Linked DNA regions of Anas platyrhynchos: region 1 is linked to region 2. A link is a contact called in public Hi-C data. All regions are on one chromosome and are shown on one strand. The core of a region is the stretch at or near the end of the contact, and the rest is flanking DNA. Distances in the headings are between cores, read along the strand shown. Region 1 overlaps LOC101790147 (a long non-coding RNA gene). Region 2 holds the start of WTIP (WT1 interacting protein).

Region 1 (5,010 bases), core at 1,243-3,742, 97 kb before region 2:
TTCTCTGGACCAACTGAGTTTCTGTCACCTTTTCTTTCTAATTTCGTAATAGGGCATAACTACTAGAAAATACAGTAGATCCAGGAAAATTGCAGTTTTGAACTTGAGATGATTCTCCATGATCCTAGGGAAGTTTCTGATAAACTCATTCAACTATTTTTTTTTTTTTTTGGAAGATGACTGTATTCTTTTTGCACTGAGCAGGGAATGTGTTTCAAGCACTCTCTATTGCTTTGCTGAAAGCTCTGAGCAAATTTGTTACTTAGGAGTTACTCAGATAGGTTTTGTGGTTAAAGCCACCCCCAGGACAGGGAGAGATCCCATGTAGTGTCCTGGATGTCAGTGAGGAAGTAGCTGCTGCTTTCACCCCTACACAGGAGGGCTCCTAGCCCTGGAAGAGCAGCTTATTTCTCTCATGCCTTGAAGCAGTACCAACACAGTGTACTTAAGAGGTTGTTGTTGTTGTAGTTGTTTCTAATGGGAATTAGATAGAGCCCTTCATTAGAGTTACCTGCTCTGCTGTTGATTTCCAATCCAACAAAGCAGTCTGTGGCCACTCAATTCCTCTCAGAGACATGATTCATTTCCAAGATGAGATGTGTTTTGTGGTGGGAGTCAATGAACTTCTAAGGGACACAGTGGCTTTCTCTGTAGAATTGTCCCAAATAACTCAATGCTGGGCAAGGAATGCACTGATGTATGAACGTCCATTATGTTGCAGTGTAAACGTGCTGTGTCCTCTTCTTTTTGTGACGCGTCAGTATGTCCTCAGGGAAGAGAATACTGTCCTTGAATGAATGCAGTGAACCATAAAGTCCTACCTGTAGGTTTCTAGAAATTAACTTAGGTAGTGGGTATTGCGAGTCTTCACACTGAACACTTAAACATTGAGAGTGGGTTTTTTAATGTTCTAGAAACTATTATTTTTATTTATTTATTTAAGGGATATTTTTGATATTTAATTAAACCACTGTGCAAGTGTAAATATATGAAGGATTTATTTCTTTGGGGGGAAAAAAAAGAAAAAAGCATTCACTCCTGTGAACTATTTTAGCACTTTTTTTTTCCCTCTGAAACCCTGGTTTTGTTCTGGAAAGGAGAGCTATTTTTATGTTCAGAAATCTGCAATTTCTCTTTTAACCATAAGAGATGCAAGCAGTGATCTCAGTTGACTTGAGAGTCAGATGAAAGTGTCCAAAACATGTGCAATGAAATGTTCTGCTAGGAAACAGCTTTCAAAATTTCATCTAATGATGGAAAACAATCTGTCTTGCCAAACCTTTCCCTGCATGTTTAACAGGATTTTTAGCTTTAAAAGTCTATTTCTTACTGAAAAGCAAAACAGCTGTACTTTGAATGCAAGGTGTTTTCACGTTTTGCTGTTTGGGAGACTTATATCCAAACTCTTCTGCAGTAAATGTAACCACTTGTTATGTTTCTCTGTTTACCAGATGTAGTATTATTTTTTTTTTCTGCTGTTTGAATTTTGGTGATTTCAGTGTTTCAGCGGAGGCGTATCAGTACCTGAAAATGGTCATGTAAACGTGAAAGTTGGATAAAAGACTTAAAGTTTCACCTGGTTTTTATGCAAGGTAGTAATTTGCTCATAAGAAGGTACACTTTAGGAAAATATGGAGAGAATGTGTTATTATTATTATTTTTAACACAGTGTACTTATTTGCATGGATAAAAAAGTATCAATAGTGTTGAAGGCACAGTGAGTCTGTGTCTGGTAGTGTCCCTTTGTGCAGAAAATATACCTGCTGCACTGGTTCAGAGGTTACCATTAGTTCATGATAAGTTGCACGGTAAAAGGCTCTTCCCAGCATTAAAACAAAGATTTTTTGCACAAACTCTGCTTGTGCATTTTGTGGATTTGCTTTGTGCATTGTGGATTTTATCTAGTGATTCCCCATGTTCAGCAACTCATGAATTTGCTAGTCTCGTAAGTGTCATAAATATTCTGCTCTTTGCTTTTGTTTTCAAGACAATAACTTCTCACACAGGACAACCACAGGGAATAAGGAGAGCAGATAAATGCTAAGATTAGAGATTGTCAGGCATTTCTTGGCTGAACAAAATCTAATTGAAATGTATTACTGTGCCAGAACATGCCTGGGACAAGTGAGATAGGGGAAGAAGCACTAGTAGTAAAAAGATTGCTTGCACTTGGGATATGAGAAACCAAGTACATGCAATGTCTGAGTCAAAGCAGAGATTTTTCACTCCAGGTCACTGAAGTTTGGCAAGATTTGAACATGGGGATCTCACCTCTCAGTGAAGTCCCCAGCATCTACTGTTTTGTGCATTTTGATGGCCATTCCTGTTTGTGGAGAGGATTTGTGCCAGAATATCTGTACTCTGTAGGACTTGTGTTCCATGTGCTGTGGCATCAGAGAAAAAGAAAACAAACAAACAAACAACGAGATAAAGACCTTTGTAGTTGCCACAGAAGAGGCTTTCTGTCCTTGATTTATTCTGGTCAGGGTTGAGTTGAACTGATCAGTAGATCTAGAGATGGCTTTGAGAGTTTTGAGAGTGATCTCAGTAGGAGTAAATGCTGCTCACCTGCTCTTCGGGAACTACTGGCTGGAGTAGTCTTGGTAGTTCTTCTGCCTGTGTGCAAGCGTACTTCTTTCCTGCAAGCCATGTAATCCTTCCAGTAACTGCCACTGGAAACTTCAAGGAAGAAATGTTTTTCCTCCTTGCTGGGAAATGAGTGAGATAGGAATTATTGTGCTAACGGTTTTCCAATAGACTGAACCTGAAGCTATGGAAGGGACAAGAATTAATGCAAGACAGACGATAAGGAAAATAGATGTTAAATAATAGCAACAAATTTTGTACAGAAGATAAATTTGTGGTTTGTCTCAACTGTGCCTTGAAAGACTTTGTCAGCTGTCCTTAACTGAGGAAAACAGTGGTGTGGAATGATAACAAAAATGTACCAACAACTAACTGTAGCTAAAAACTGTCCCAGATAAGCAGCCCAGAAGTGTTCACCCCAGGCACTCCCTTACTATTTGCTTATTTTTTGGTTCACTGAGATGAATCACTTCTAGTAGCCTGAAGTTGTACCTTACTTGTAAGTTAGAGTAAATGCACTTATTACCCAGCCAGTTTTGAAGCCTTGATTAAGGATGTAAGCGGGGTGACATTATGTTTTGCTGATAGTGAAGGGACAGCTTGCAGGTAATGGTAGTGTCATTTGACTTCCACGAGACGCTGCTCTCTGAATCCTGGTATTTAGGAATGGAGCAGCAGGAGCATGGTGGTGCCTAAAGCCACCCCCATGTGGAAATACGGATCAAGGCTTTGCTGTGTACAGACATTTCCTGTGAGTCTTGCTTCTAACATTTCCTAATAACATTAAAATTGTATTGACATACCGGAAATCCCTCCTCCTTAACTATCTGCTGTGTGATTCTCACATATGCTATTAGAGGGTCTCTGCTAATGGGGAAGGAGATCTTGACTTTGGTTAATCTTCACAGAAACTTTGAGGCTTGCTAAAGTACAGTCCTTATGTCACCTCGACTGACTTTATTCTTTTAAGAGGTATGTTTTCAGGAAGAGATGTCCAGGACAAAATGTCCTCTTGGTTGTCTCACAAGCGTTGCTTTGATACTGTTGTGGAAAGTATAGACCTTGTGTTTGAATTCTGTGAGGAAATATCACACAGACTTTGTGTTGTAGTTCAGTTTGTTCAGAAACCATCTCTTATGTTTACTAACTAGAAGGTCTCTGCTATACAGGGTTGGATTTATAAACGTATTAAATATTACATGTTTACACATTCACAGGTGTGTTTTTTTTTTTCCCCCTCCACAGACATCTGTTTCTAAACGTTTCTCTAGTGTCCATCACCACAGAGTCAAAACAGCACACAGACGTCAACAAATTATTTCTTGTGATACTGGCAGATGGATACCACTATTTCAGCTCAGTGGATAGATTTCTTAGGATTAAGCAAGTTGCTCAAAGAAAGACAGTGAGAGAAGGCAGGAGCAGAAGTGTTGAGTGTTGTGCTTGCACCCTCACTCCAGGCAGAGTTGCACAAATGAGCTATCTGTTCAGCTGTCGGGAACCCGCTCTGCTGTATGGCACTGTCTCCCTTCAAAACTTTAAAATATGTTAGAAGGCTAGACATCCATGGTATCCACAAAAAGACTTGGAAACAAATGTCTCTGTGTGCTTTGAGCCGTACTTATTTTAGAAATCTCAGCTTTGGAAACTTGTTTTGCGTAATTAGAGAAAGGCTCAGGTTTCAAAATGCAGCTCTCAGTCCTTTTGTCCATCTCTTGACTCTCTCCAGCTCTGAGGTTTGGTGTCAGCTTGTATGTAGCCATTATCAAATTGTGGAGAAGTCTTTTTGGTATGTGTGCAAGCCTTGGCAAAATGTCCTGCGACAGTATGAGAGGTCTTCTAAGAGAAAGAGTTTGTATTTCTCTTCATATAACGCTTAGCTTCAGCTTAGCTTCATTCCTATGAATTGCTACTACTTATATGATTTCTATACACTTACTTGTGGAGCTGCAGTGCTTTTTGGGGTGTGTGTTACTATGGGCCATATGCTCTCTTTCCCAGTGTAACCGTGTGATGGTTCATAAACCATTTGCCTATTCAGCTTCTTATAACAAATTCTAGTTCAATGACAAATGATGCTGTACCTGAGAGATTCAGTTCTCTGCTGATGATAGCACCATTACTTTCCTGAATTATCTGGATAGTCTTTAAACAAGTGTGTGGTACTGCCACTGGCCCAAGGCCACAGCTTAGTAGGTTAAGATTCATTCTTGCATCCGTTCTGATCCATAATGTTGCCTGTCCCACCTCACGTGAGCTGGTCAGTCTGGAGGTACCTTGGAAGTTCATGTGCAGAAACTACTTATTGCTCTGAAGCTACAGATAAAGACAGTTTAAAGGACCTTTATAGGCTTTACACTGAGCTCCATGCGCATTAGCAAGGACTTCAGAAGATCTGCACGCAGTTAAGGCGTAAAGGTCCAA
Region 2 (4,534 bases), core at 1,894-4,393:
TTTTGAAGGTAACATTTCTTGGTGTTAGCACATTAATTAATTCTCCCCTACCCCCATGCAGCTTCTGCACATACGTGACCCGTTATTGACCTCACTATTATTGACCCCAGCTGGTGATGGGCCTGCCAGCACCTGAAGCCCCTCACCAGGTGCAGCAGACAACCACCAGCTTTCTTCTTCAGCCCCGCACAGGATGGATGGAGGCACAACGAGGCTGCTGCAGTAAGCTGGCACTGTATTCAGCCTCCTTTGTCCAGGCACAAGAGCTTGTAAAAACAATACCACCGCAGTTCACAGAAAGGCTTTCCTAGTAGGAGAGGGCACCGCTTGCTTAGCTACCTCAAGCGATCTGTCCAGGTCTGTCTCACTACAAGCACACAAAGCCCTGCAACTCCTCCCTCCCGCACAGAGCACACTCATGCTACACCAAAAGCAGACTGAAACTTTAGTGTTTAAATCATGGACTGAGGTAACACGTGTCCATCTCGCACAACGTTTGTGTCACCCAGGGATCGCACTATCAGCACCCAGCTGGCACACAAAGGCTTAATTACCCGGCCCCTCAGAGGCAGGGGACTCAGCAGCTCCCACACCCCGGGCCACTGCTGGGTGCTGACTGACCCCGAGCCCCTCTCATGACCCCAAGCCCCCCATCTCCCCGGGCCTTGTTCTCCCTCCTCTGACAGGAGCTCCCCCCCCACAGAGCCCTCAGCCCCAGTTCTCCCAGTGCAAAATAAAAGACACAGGAACTATGACATGACTACAAAGCACGTTCACATGTCTCAAGAAGTTGCTTTTGTTCTATAAAGAAGCACTGAAGACACTTAGATTACTACCACAAAGCTGACACAACCTCACCAAGGACAGAGGTCTCCTCTCCCCCCACATGCCATGGATGACACCAGCCCCTACCAGACTCGTGCGCAGCACAGACCTGCAAGGCCTCACGGGGTGGAAACAATGCTGGGGATCCCACAAGCACTCCAGACTAGGATAAGGTAAGTGAATGTGGTGCTAAAACTGCTTCACCAGCCAGGCTCATCCTCTTTAACAATTTAAACACTGCAGATGGCCTGAAAGTATGATCACGAATATCACAGCCTCAGGGAGGCTGAACTTTATCGGTGAAAGCAAATGAGCATATCAGCACAAACCCCAACAGCTGCTATAACATTTCAGACAAGTCTCCTATCTGCGCTTGGAAGGGGAAGAGTCACAAAGCCTAGCAAACTGTGCAAGAAATAGAAGATAAAATGCCAGGGATGAGGCAAGGGGCAAACGCTTCTGACACCAGTTAGAAAGACAGTATCTGTGGTAAAACAGCTTTGTCTTGCAATGACCAGAGACTTCAGTGGGTAACTGGCCCAGAGCAGTTCTGGGTATCACACACCTTCCCCAGAGCTAAATCCACCCAGCTCCAGGCAGGCCCCAGACACCATCACCATCTAGCCACTCGCCCCCTCCAGGCCCCGCACCCCCTACCTCCCCGAGCGGTCACTCACCGAAGTACTCCTTCTTCATGTGCATCTCCAGCTCCTTCTCCAGCTCCAGCGTCAGCGCCTCCAGCCTCCTCTCCGCCTGGCTGGGGCCGCTGTCCCGGCTCGGCGTCACCTGGTAGGGGAGCTTGAACTTGGGGGCCGAGGCCGAGCCTTTGCCGGGGCTGTAGGCGTAGGGGGCCGCGGCGTCGGGGCCGGCCCCGCCGGCCGGGTGCTGCGGGTCGTGGCGCGGCGGGGACTGGGCGTGGATCTTGTGGTAGCCGTCGGGCAGCTCGGGCACCGCGCAGTCCTCCTGCAGGCCGGGCCCCAGCAGCGAGGAGCGGGGCGAGGGCAGCTGCAGCTCGGGGTAGGCGCTCATGGAGCCGCGGGAGCTCCGCGAGCTCTGGCTGGAGATGCTGGAGCGGGGGCTGACCACGGCAGCGCCCTGCACGCCGCGGCCCTCGGGGGGCCCGCAGAGGCTGGAGCGGGGGCTGGCCACGGCCATGCCGGCGGCGGCCGCCCCGTCCAGCTCGGCGCCGCCCGGCGGGCCGTACCTGGAGTCCGAGTAGCTGGAGCGGGGGCTGGTGGGGCACGAGTACTGGCTGGCGGTGCTGGAGCGGGGGCTGGCGTGGCGCTGGTCGTAGCCCATGCTGATGCCGCTGGTGCGGTTGCTGCTGGGCTTGCTGCCGCCGCCGCCGTCGTAGCTGGTGAGGCTGGCGCGGGGGCTGGAGTGCTTGCTGGTGTCGCTGGCCGTGCTGGCGTAGCTGGAGCGGGGGCTGAGCGCCGCGCCGTCGTACTGCACCAGGCTGCCGCGGGGGCTGCCGTACTTGTCCTGCCCGGGCACCACCAGGCTGGAGCGGGGGCTGGAGAACTTCTCGTAGGGCAGCGGGCACCCCGCGCCGCCCAGGCTGGAGCGGGGGCTGGAGAACTTGCCGTGCTCGGCGCCGGGGCCCGGCGAGGCGGCGGCGGGAGCCAGGCTGGCCCGGGGGCTGGCGGCTCCGTACTTGCCGTCGGGGCCCCCGGCCGCCCTCCCGCCGCCCTTGGCCACGTAGCCGCCGTCGTAGGCGCCGGCGGCGACGTAGCGGTAGCCCTCGGCCGAGTAGCGCTTGCCCTTGTCGGGGAAGCCGCTGTAGCAGGGCAGCGCCACCTCGGAGCGGGTGCACAGCCCCTCCTCGCAGCACGGCGGCCCGGCGGCCGGTGGCGGCGGCTCGGCGCGGCCGTTGGCGGCGCGGAGCGGGGCGGCGGGCGGGTAGGCTTTGCCGCAGGGGGCGGCGGGGAAGGGGAAGGCTTCGGCGGGCGGCGGCGGCGCGGCGGTGCCGTTCATCTTGCGGCCCCGCTGCTCCGCCGGCATGTGGGCGGCCAGCACCCGCTTGGTCTCCTCCAGGTCCGGGGGGAGCGGCGGGTCCCGGCGGCCGCCCCGGCCGTACGGTGCCTCCGGGCAGGGCTCGTAGAGGGACAGGTCCTCCAGGAGCTTGGTGGCCTTCAGTGCCATGTCCTCCTCGTACTTCTCCATGCTCGGCCGGAGCCCGGCGAAACTCTCTGCGAAGGCGCAGTCCGGAGCAGAAAAGATTAAAAAATAAATAAAACAGCAAAAAAAAATAAAAATAAAAACCCGCCCCCAAAAGCAAGCTCCTCGGCGGGGCACAGCCGGCGGGACGCGGCTCCTTCCCCGGCGGGCGGCCCGGGCTGCGAGCAGGCTGCGCGGCGATCACCTCAGCGGCATCCCGGCTCCGTGCGGCTCGGTGCGGCCGGGCTGCCCGGCGGCGGGCGGCGAGCGGAGGCGAGGAGCCCCTGTGTCACTTTCCAGCCTTAAATAAGTTGCTGGGTCCAGTCAATGGCGCGCTGCGCGGAGGAATTTGCGCTCGGCGGCTCCCTGCCCCCGCCGCCCCCGGCCGGCCGCCCCGCGGCGGGGCCGCGGCTCCGGCCCGCACCCCCGGGCGGGGGCGAAGGCGGCGGCCGGTCCGTGAGGGGCTTCGCGGGGCGGCCGGCGGGGCGCGGGGCGCGGCGAGGCAGGGACTCCTTTGTGTGGGGCAGGAATGCGAGGAAGGAGACTGGGCGCTGCGTCCCGCTGGAATGTAGTTAATGCCGGAGCCAAACAATGATTTGCACCGAGTCAGGCGGGGAGAGGGCGGCCGCGGCGGCGGGGCCGGCGGCTTCCCCTCAGCGCGGCCCGCTCCCGAGCGCCGCTGCCCGGGGCTGTCACCGCCACCGGGCTCGGCCGGGGGCTGAGGGGAGTCTCCGGCGCTGAGGGGGGGGTCGCGGTGCCGGGCGGGGGCGGCCGCGGCCCCGTTTCCCGCTCTCGGCCCTGACTGGAACTTTCGGCCGGGGCGCGCCCCCCGCGGGCAGGGGCTGAGGCGCGGCGGCTGCGAGCGGCTCCCACCTGTGCCGCAGCCCCGGCACCTGAGGGCTACTTGCACTCCCTGTGGCTTCGTTTCAAAATAAATAAATAAATAAATAAATAAATAAATAAATAAAAGCAATACCGAGACGCGATGAACGCGCCGTGGCCCAAAGCAATCTGTGAATTGACATGAGCTTGAAAAAAGCGTGCTGCTGTTTGTGCAACTTCGCGAAGGCTTTATCTGTTGATCCTGTAACAAACGCTGCGCTGCTTGGCATTTACGTTTGTATACACACAGCAGCCTGTCAGAAAACACCACCAAACGGGCTGCTGAGCTGAGACCTCCGATGTGAAACGGTAGCCTACAGTTATTTTTTTTATAAGTACAACTCCCTGACAAGCATCAGTGCTGATCTCAGAAACACTGGTGCAGCCCAAGCAATAGGCACCTGAGTGGTGTCGATGCAACGAGAGAAATATGTTGCAAGTTTGTGCTGCAGGTGCTCTGCTCCTGCCAAGAACATTTTATCCTGTTATCATACCTAATTAAACATTAAAAGCAACTGCGTACTCGAAAATGTCCCCAGCTGTGGAGGGCAACTGATTGGCAATCTATTAGTTTGCATGTGCAGGATGGCAGGCAAAAAATAAATAAATAAATAAATAAATAAATAAATAAAAATCTAGCAAACCATCTAAATGTGCAAAACCAGCCCTG

Evidence for each region. Hi-C and Micro-C count contacts between places; a contact is called where the count stands out from the background.
Region 1: a contact with region 2 is called in a Hi-C map of small yellow follicle, with 3 times the contacts expected there. The contact joins the enhancer-like site here to the promoter of WTIP in region 2. A contact is called at or near these places in 6 of 8 Hi-C or Micro-C datasets (F1 follicle, liver, skeletal muscle and 2 more).

Annotation. Positions count from the first base shown.
Region 1 is chr12:9,952,068-9,957,077 of IASCAAS_PekinDuck_T2T, reverse strand. All of the region lies in intron 1 of LOC101790147 (a long non-coding RNA gene), which reads left to right. Among named protein-coding and RNA genes, the nearest start is that of GPI, 76 kb to the left of the region's middle. Within about 2 kb of position 2,492, at least 3 of the 8 cell types and tissues checked have an H3K27ac peak or open chromatin away from gene starts, as enhancers often do. A contact at or near this core is called in F1 follicle and small yellow follicle, where this site is marked.
Region 2 is chr12:9,856,644-9,861,177 of IASCAAS_PekinDuck_T2T, reverse strand. WTIP (WT1 interacting protein) reads right to left here and starts at 3,143. Exons shown (of 8, transcript XM_038185530.2): 1 at 1,503-3,143. The coding sequence starts at 2,988.